Regions from separate parts of the Dromaius novaehollandiae genome. Here region 2 is linked to region 1. Evidence: chromatin contacts called from public Hi-C data. All regions are on one chromosome and are shown on one strand. The core of a region is the stretch at or near the end of the contact, and the rest is flanking DNA. Distances in the headings are between cores, read along the strand shown.

What was found. A called contact is a pair of places that touch in the nucleus more often than the background predicts.
Region 2: a Hi-C map of brain shows a contact between it and region 1, with 3 times the contacts expected there. The contact joins two enhancer-like sites. A contact is called at or near these places in 2 of 4 Hi-C or Micro-C datasets (brain and liver).

What each region holds. Positions count from the first base shown.
Region 1 is chr3:87,244,623-87,248,422 of bDroNov1.hap1, reverse strand. No RefSeq gene overlaps it. Among named protein-coding and RNA genes, the nearest start is that of MAP1LC3C, 44 kb to the right of the region's middle. Within about 2 kb of position 2,117, at least 1 of the 2 cell types and tissues checked has open chromatin away from gene starts, as enhancers often do.
Region 2 is chr3:87,419,534-87,422,900 of bDroNov1.hap1, reverse strand. All of the region lies in intron 1 of PLD5 (phospholipase D family member 5), which reads left to right. Among named protein-coding and RNA genes, the nearest start is that of PLD5, 30 kb to the left of the region's middle. Within about 2 kb of position 2,015, at least 1 of the 2 cell types and tissues checked has open chromatin away from gene starts, as enhancers often do.

The sequences.
Region 1 (3,800 bases), core at 868-3,367:
GTACCCCAGCACACGGACACTGAAATGGCGGCGCATGTCGCACCCGGCTGCTCTTTGGTCGCGGCTACAGACCCCCGGCAGGGAAACGGGACATATTTCATTTTGCTTCTCGATTATTTCCTTTCAAAAAGTTCAGGCCTTTGGAGTAGTAGTGCTACAGAAGAAGAAAGGGGTTGATCTTGCCCTGCTGCCTGCCCTTCGCTTCCCCTATCAAGCTGCTGGAAAACAGGTTTTCTAGCTGAAAATGTTATGTGGAAAAAAAATGGCACTTTTCACAGCGTGGTTATTTGCCTTGCAGAAAGGTGATCTGTGTAGTCTGCAAACCCGATACAGGCAGCTTTGTAATAAAGATATCCCATGCTAGGAAAAAGCCTGGGTTCCCAATCACGAGTGTGAAGAGATGAGAAGCATAAATAAACCTGAGCTTCAAAACTGTAGAAATGGCAGCAGTGCTTTCTGTTCGATATCCTAAGGGAAATACTAATGGTCACTTAGCTCTCACACTCCCCTCCCCCACCCAACAAGGAAACAAAGAGCAGGTTACAGTCATTTTGCTTTTCATAGGAAGGTCTCTGGCAGTCTGAAGTGGCGCCGGGGTCCTTTTATGCCCTCTTTACAAGGGACAGCAGCAATGCAGTTTCTCTACCACACCGATTCCTTTGTTTCTGGCAAGAATATACTTACATTTCATTTTGCTTTGGAAAAGAACAAAGAAGGTTTCTCTGCAGGTATTTAATTTTAGATCTCTTTTCAGTACCCAGACTTGTTCAAGCTATAGCTTTGGGCAGCAGATTAATCTATGGGAAAGAAAGTGTAATGAAAAGCTGAAATTGGTGAGGGCTGTTACAACAAGCAGGAGGCTCTGGAGGCACACAGCGAAAGGTGAACAAAGCTCAGGAAAAACACTGAAGGGAAAAAAAATCCTTTGTTGGCCAAGATAACATCTTATGTCATTTGCACCTATAAGTTCTGTGGCCTTTATTCAATCCAAATGCAATGAGGGATAAAGTCACAGGAAGTCTGGAAGGGACCTCAATGGGTTATCTAGGGCATCCTTCTTCTCCAAGGCAGGATCAAAAGCAAGTCCCTGTAACTCATACATACTGGGTCAGAACTCACTACTCATTCTTCTACCAGAACAGTGACCATGATAATCCCTGCTTATTCACACCCCTCAGAGCCTTGAGGGAGGCAACCTGAAAAGACTTAATAGAAACCGAAATGTATTTGTTTCATTAAGTAATTGGAGAAAGATCCGCCTGAGTTTGTAAACCCCTTTAATGACTTTAATCACCTCCTTACTGCTGTTTCTGTTGACTTGGAATTGTGGCTTTATTTATCATTTAAATGCTCAGGGAGTGCCTAATCTCTATGTGAAATTAAAGTCTGCACAGTGCATGCCCCAAGCCAATGAATGAAGGTTGCCAAAATGATAAATCATCACTCATCAATACTGAATAGGTACAACCTTGCTATCCCATTTACCTCTGCAATCTGGGAACAGCAGTGGAACAGGAGTCTCAGCAGCTCTGTACTATGCAAGAACCTACACGGAGCTGAATGCCCTCTTTCCCATCTTGGGAGAGAACCCCAGAAGCCTTGAGTACTTTTCTTTCTCTGTATATGCCTTGTCCTGCCTTCAAAATGGTGGCATGCTTCAGTATTTAAAGCATTAAACTTCAGATTGTGCCATTTTTTAATCTTAGAGCAAAATTCTCTCAGACTCACCCAGTAGATTCACATTTCATATTTCATTCTCCTCATGCATCTGAAATGTACTTTCTCTTTGGGGTGTATGTACAGATGTCCTATATAGGGTAGAAAAAGCAGCTTCTGCCACAATACAATTTTGAGTTGGACCAAATACATTTAAAAGAAGAATGCTGCTCAAAATAAATAGGTTTCACTTGGCAGTAGATCTTTCCATTTAACCTTCTGGTTTTTACACAATGCTTCTGTTCACCCAGGTGCAGGGAGATCCACAGATGGTCATGGTGCTGCTGTGATACAGACCATCGCCAACAGAAAAACAAGCTTTCAGAGAAGGCTCACAGCAAACCTGTCCTGTGTTATGTGTAACACTCTGCAAATGATCCTAATAGTCATGGAAATGAGTTCCATTTGGCATGAATCACAAGAGCTGCTAACTGAGGGCATCTAAAATGGGCCTGATAGGAAAGACAGAAATAATGAGCTGTTGTACTTTTTTTTTAAAGCTCGTTAAAGTGGGACAGCTGTTGTTTAACAGTTGACTGCAGGAAATGAATGCCAAGAGTAACAGATACTGCAGCTAAGTAAGGCTGACTACCTGCCGTTGATCCGAGAGCAATTTGCATATCATACCTAAAGTGTCTTACCTTCAAACCTTGGCATTTATTTGAAACTATATCCTAATTACAGCTATAGCTGCTACTACATTATTGAGAAGGCAGTAAATGTATCACTCTAAAGGGCCAAAAAGATCAGGTGGAGAATTTCCAGTACAACTGAGGTAGCATGCCACGTGCAATTTCAAACCCAGCATAATCACCACGGCTGGAACCTCTTAGAGCAACAGTCCCTAAACCACATGCAACATACTGCCCATAATCCCTTCCCACATTGCCCATGGCCACAGGAAGCTTCTGCTGCAGCAAGAGAAACAGTACTTGCATTGCACTTTCTCACTTTTGTTGCAAGTCAAGTGTGTGGGCTGTTGGGAGCTGTCTGTTTTCCTCTCTGGGTGAAGAATGACCACAAAGGTGATTCAGTGTCATAGTATATCGATTTGGAAGTCCAGCTATAGCTAAGAGGCAGGAGCTGTGATGTGAATCCTCACAGGCAAGGGAGAGAACCAAAGCGAGATCTGCTTTGTTGCTGGTGCGCTGGACAACAGACTACTGTATTACAGGGTGAGGGGGGAAGGCAGCATTATCATCCTTCCAGCAGTTGTTAACAAAAGCAGCAGTAGCTGTGTTCTGCATGAAGCCATGTGTGTTTGGTGTGATTGGAGCATCCTTTCTAGGTCAGACCTCTAATGTGGGGGAATACCTAGTTTAAGATGTTTGGAGGGGTGCAGTAATCACTGAAGTATTTCTCCCTAACAAAACTCAGGCAGCTTGGGGCACAGAAAGCAGTAATTTTAAATTCAGGAAAATGTAATAGATGAAACATGGCTATGCCAGACATTCTGAGCATCTCATTCTTGGGGCAAAGTGTTTTTATAACCCCCAAATTTACAGGCTGTAAAACTGTTATGCCTTCAGCCCTCAACAGTGTCATGCTGAGCGTGTGAGAACTGATTCAGAGGACATAAAACAGCTCAGATTAATCCCTACTGATTTAATAGTAGAGGATAATAAGAAATCGCTTACGGTATCACTTATTTCCAAGCTTCTGCAGTTGCTTCGGACAACACACAATTTGCACACAAATCCAGCTTTTTGCTACCTATGTCCTTTGGTAGATCTTACCCCCACTGCTGAACAATACTGCCTAAATAAGGTGGGGAAGAGTTGCCTTTTCTGAGGACCTATGGAAAGTAGTAATGTTCCCAAATGCTGAGGGATGTGTTTACTAGTTTGGAGGGGGACACCTATATATGAGACCCTGCTCTTTGCTGCTACCCATCATACTTGACAGTAGAATTAAAACAGCACCGTTTAAGGAAAAATCTATGAGGTCCTTTACAGACTCGGACACCTTAAATAGAACTTGGAAATCTTTAGCAAATTAACACTGATGAATGCAGTCTCACACACTGTCATATGTTAATGCTGACTGCTAGCTAAAGACAGGCCAAGTAAATGTCTATTTTTTAA
Region 2 (3,367 bases), core at 766-3,265, 170 kb before region 1:
GCTTTCACAAATCTGTAGCAGGCATTTGCCTTCTCAGTTTCTTGCTTGTGGCCTGTTTGGAGATGCGTTTAATCAGTGCCACCTCCTTCCCTGGGCCTTCTCACATCTGGTATTTGAAGAAGTGCGGTTCAAAAATGAGGTTTAGCTATTTTTCAGTTCTCTCTTAGAATCACTTCTTTTCCCAAGGACCAGGTGGAGAGGATGGTGTGTTTTTTACAAAGTATAGTTGTTACTGACCTAGTTACATTGGAACAATTTGGTGCTCTCCTGGCCCTGCTGCTTGGGATTGTGCCACCATGTCTGTCAGGTACTGTGTTGTCACCCCAGACTGTGATCCTTGGTCATCTGATGCTTTCCTCTGCATTTTCTTCCCCATGTGATTTTGCAGTAGTACCCTGTGGCTGCCCCTGGGCTTCCTCTGGCATTTTCCCGAGCCATCCTGCTCTGGCGTGTGTCTGTGTACCTGGCACCAGCTTTCTGATGGCAGCTTTGGAGTAACACTGTGATCAAGGCAGTCACAGGCTCAGGTGACCTTCATGTGCGGTAGCCCTATGGTTACACTGAGCCCAGGTGAACTCCTCAGGTGCCGCTCTGCTTGAGCACCTCTCGGACTTCTCAGCTTAGTGGCGGCCACTTCAATCTTTCTGCTGCTGCTTTCCTCTTCCAGCCAAATTTGAGATTGGCATCAGGCAGACCACTGCAGCAGAACTAAATGTCTGTTATAATCCAGGAAAATTATATTATGTATAATTTCACATGGAAACAAAACTGAATTACATCAATGCAGCTAATGTTGTTACTTAGGAGACCCAATACATTAATAATGATTAGCAGTTTTTAAAATTGGCTATTTTTCAGTATATACATTACATAGGCTTTTTTGTATAAAACTCGGTTTTATTAAATAGTCAATAGCATATATTGTGATCATTCTTGCTTAGCTGAATCAAGTTAATTCAAGTGCTTGTTATAAGATGATGACATACTTTCTGTCAGTTCCCTGTATTTGTTCTGCTCCTGGAGAACTGGGCCCTTGCAAGACTGTATCGCCCCCTAGTGGTGAAAGAGAAAGTAGTAGAAAACGCTTGGCAGAAATCAGCTGGAAAGCAAAGGGAAAACGGGAGACTTGCTGATTTATATCGACTGGTAGGCTTTTACGTGCTATTTTGAATATTGGTTAGTGTTTCTTTAGGAATGGTGGCTACTAGGGGAATACTGTTCTAATAGCCATTTTTCTCTGTAATGGAAACGTTTTGTTGGCTGATGAAGTATTACACTGATAAGTTCGATATTTTAAGACTGAGTCCCATCTTCGCTAACACATGTGAAAAAAGGTATTTTTCTTTGGTTAAAAAATAGGCTGAGACTCTTTATTTGGCTTTTTTTTTTTTTTAAGAAATATCTCTTGAGGTAGTTTGCAATGGAAGGATGCTTTGGTGTGAGCATCCTGTAAATGTTGCAAAGCAGTGGCACGTTAAGAATCAGACGGTGACTGATGACCAAAATATCATGACCAAAACTTCAGTTTCTTTAAACAAGACTCCTTAAACTGTTTCTTGCTTCAGGGCATCGTTACGGTTGTGTGCTAGTTTCAGTACCCAGACCAAGGAACGCGGTGCTGGTCCTACTGTTTCAGCTGTGGCTGTGAAGGAGCAGTGTCATCTTCTCCATCACTCTTGATATTTGGGATGGGTGTGAGAGGTTGCCCACCCTTTTGGGGTGGTGCTGGGCCACCCGCTGGTGCCTCCCCCAGCCCTCTGGGGCCTCTGCACTGCAATCTCGGGGCTGGTAGATAGCGAGGGCCTCGTAACTCTGTTTTTCTTTACGAGCTCATGCATTCACAGGCCTGTGAGAGAGGTCTTTGCTTCAGCTCCATTTCAATGCTGTTCTCCAGCTGTGGCAAAGCAGAGGTGCAGGCCTGTGCGTAGCTGGAGCTGGGGTGGTACTGCGCACCCCCTCCCTATAGTGGTTGGCTGAAGCAGCCGGCGTAGTTGTTGTTTCACAGCCCCTGGATATGTTTTCCTTGGGCGCTGAATCAGCGTATCGCAGCGAAGCAGCAAGCCTTGTTTCCAGGCGGCTGGACTCTGGGAGGCAGCACTCATATGTTTTTTCAGCTGCATCTGATAGATATGAAGGCTGCATTTTATTTATTTATTTCAGCATGATGGCATTTCTTCTGTTCTCACCTCTAACATACCCCGTCAGCTTTTCACCAAATAATGGGAAAACGTCTCTGTGAACCTTGTAAGCAGTGTTTGGTCTCAGTGACAGTGAAACCCATCATCCTCTGTGTACTGGCACTACCCATTTAACTAGCAGACACCTGCTGAGCATAGGGCCACACTCCATGCTAGTATGATCTGTGAACTGGCACATCAGTTTAGGGCTGGGTAATACACGCAGTCTTTAGCAAATAGCTAAACTTTTAGGGCCATATTTCATCCCATCGCTACAGCTAAGTAGAGTCTTATTTGGCAAGTATTCTCTGCTGTTCTGTACAGGTTCTTCCACTATCTTCATCACTGCTGTACTTGTAACATCTGAATCTATTTCCGTGGATTTAAATAAAAAATAAAAAAAGTGGGCCAGAATGAGTTTCAAATCTCTACAAGTAGAATTTTCCATAAAAGTTTTATTTGGTGCAGGCCCAGGAGAACTTCTTAAACTTCTGCTTTTCACTTCAGAACATCAGCTGAAGTGTATGAGGCTATGCTTTTATATTATTCCTCCCAGAGCATAGGACTTTCTCTCTTCAGAGTCTCATTGACATGAATCTATTGAATTGTATGAGTGAGGATGTAGCTTATATGTGAGATTTTTGGTAAGGCTTATTGCGAAGTGAAATATTGCTCCCTGTGAGGAAGAATAGCACGTCATTTGTTTTTGTTTTGTGCTAACTGCTAAATTTTATATTCTGCATACCTCAGAGAAGAAACAGATCTGGACCCATTGCTGTTCTGCCTCGCCTTTTTCTTTTTTCTTCTGCACTCTATCTTACTTGCTTGCTCTGTGCCCCTTTCTCTATGTATTCCCAACTTTGCACTTTTTTTTTTTCCAACTTCAATTCCTTTCCCATGTCACCAATGAAATTGATGAGTAGTGGAAAAGCATACTGATATTTACACTTGTGTCACTCAGCTTTGGCTGGTTTAGATTTTTGGAGGCATGGTGAAATCCTTTGTTTCCGAGCCTGTGTTCAGGTGATTTTTTAGCACTGAAAGAACAGCACCTTACTGATTTACATGCAGAGTGCACTTTGGAAATATTGCTTCATAACTATCCTAGATAGAGACTTACTTTTCTGAAACAAAAATGTTCATTGTGCAAAACTAATTGGGTTAATGACAGCCAAAATCTACAACAAGCA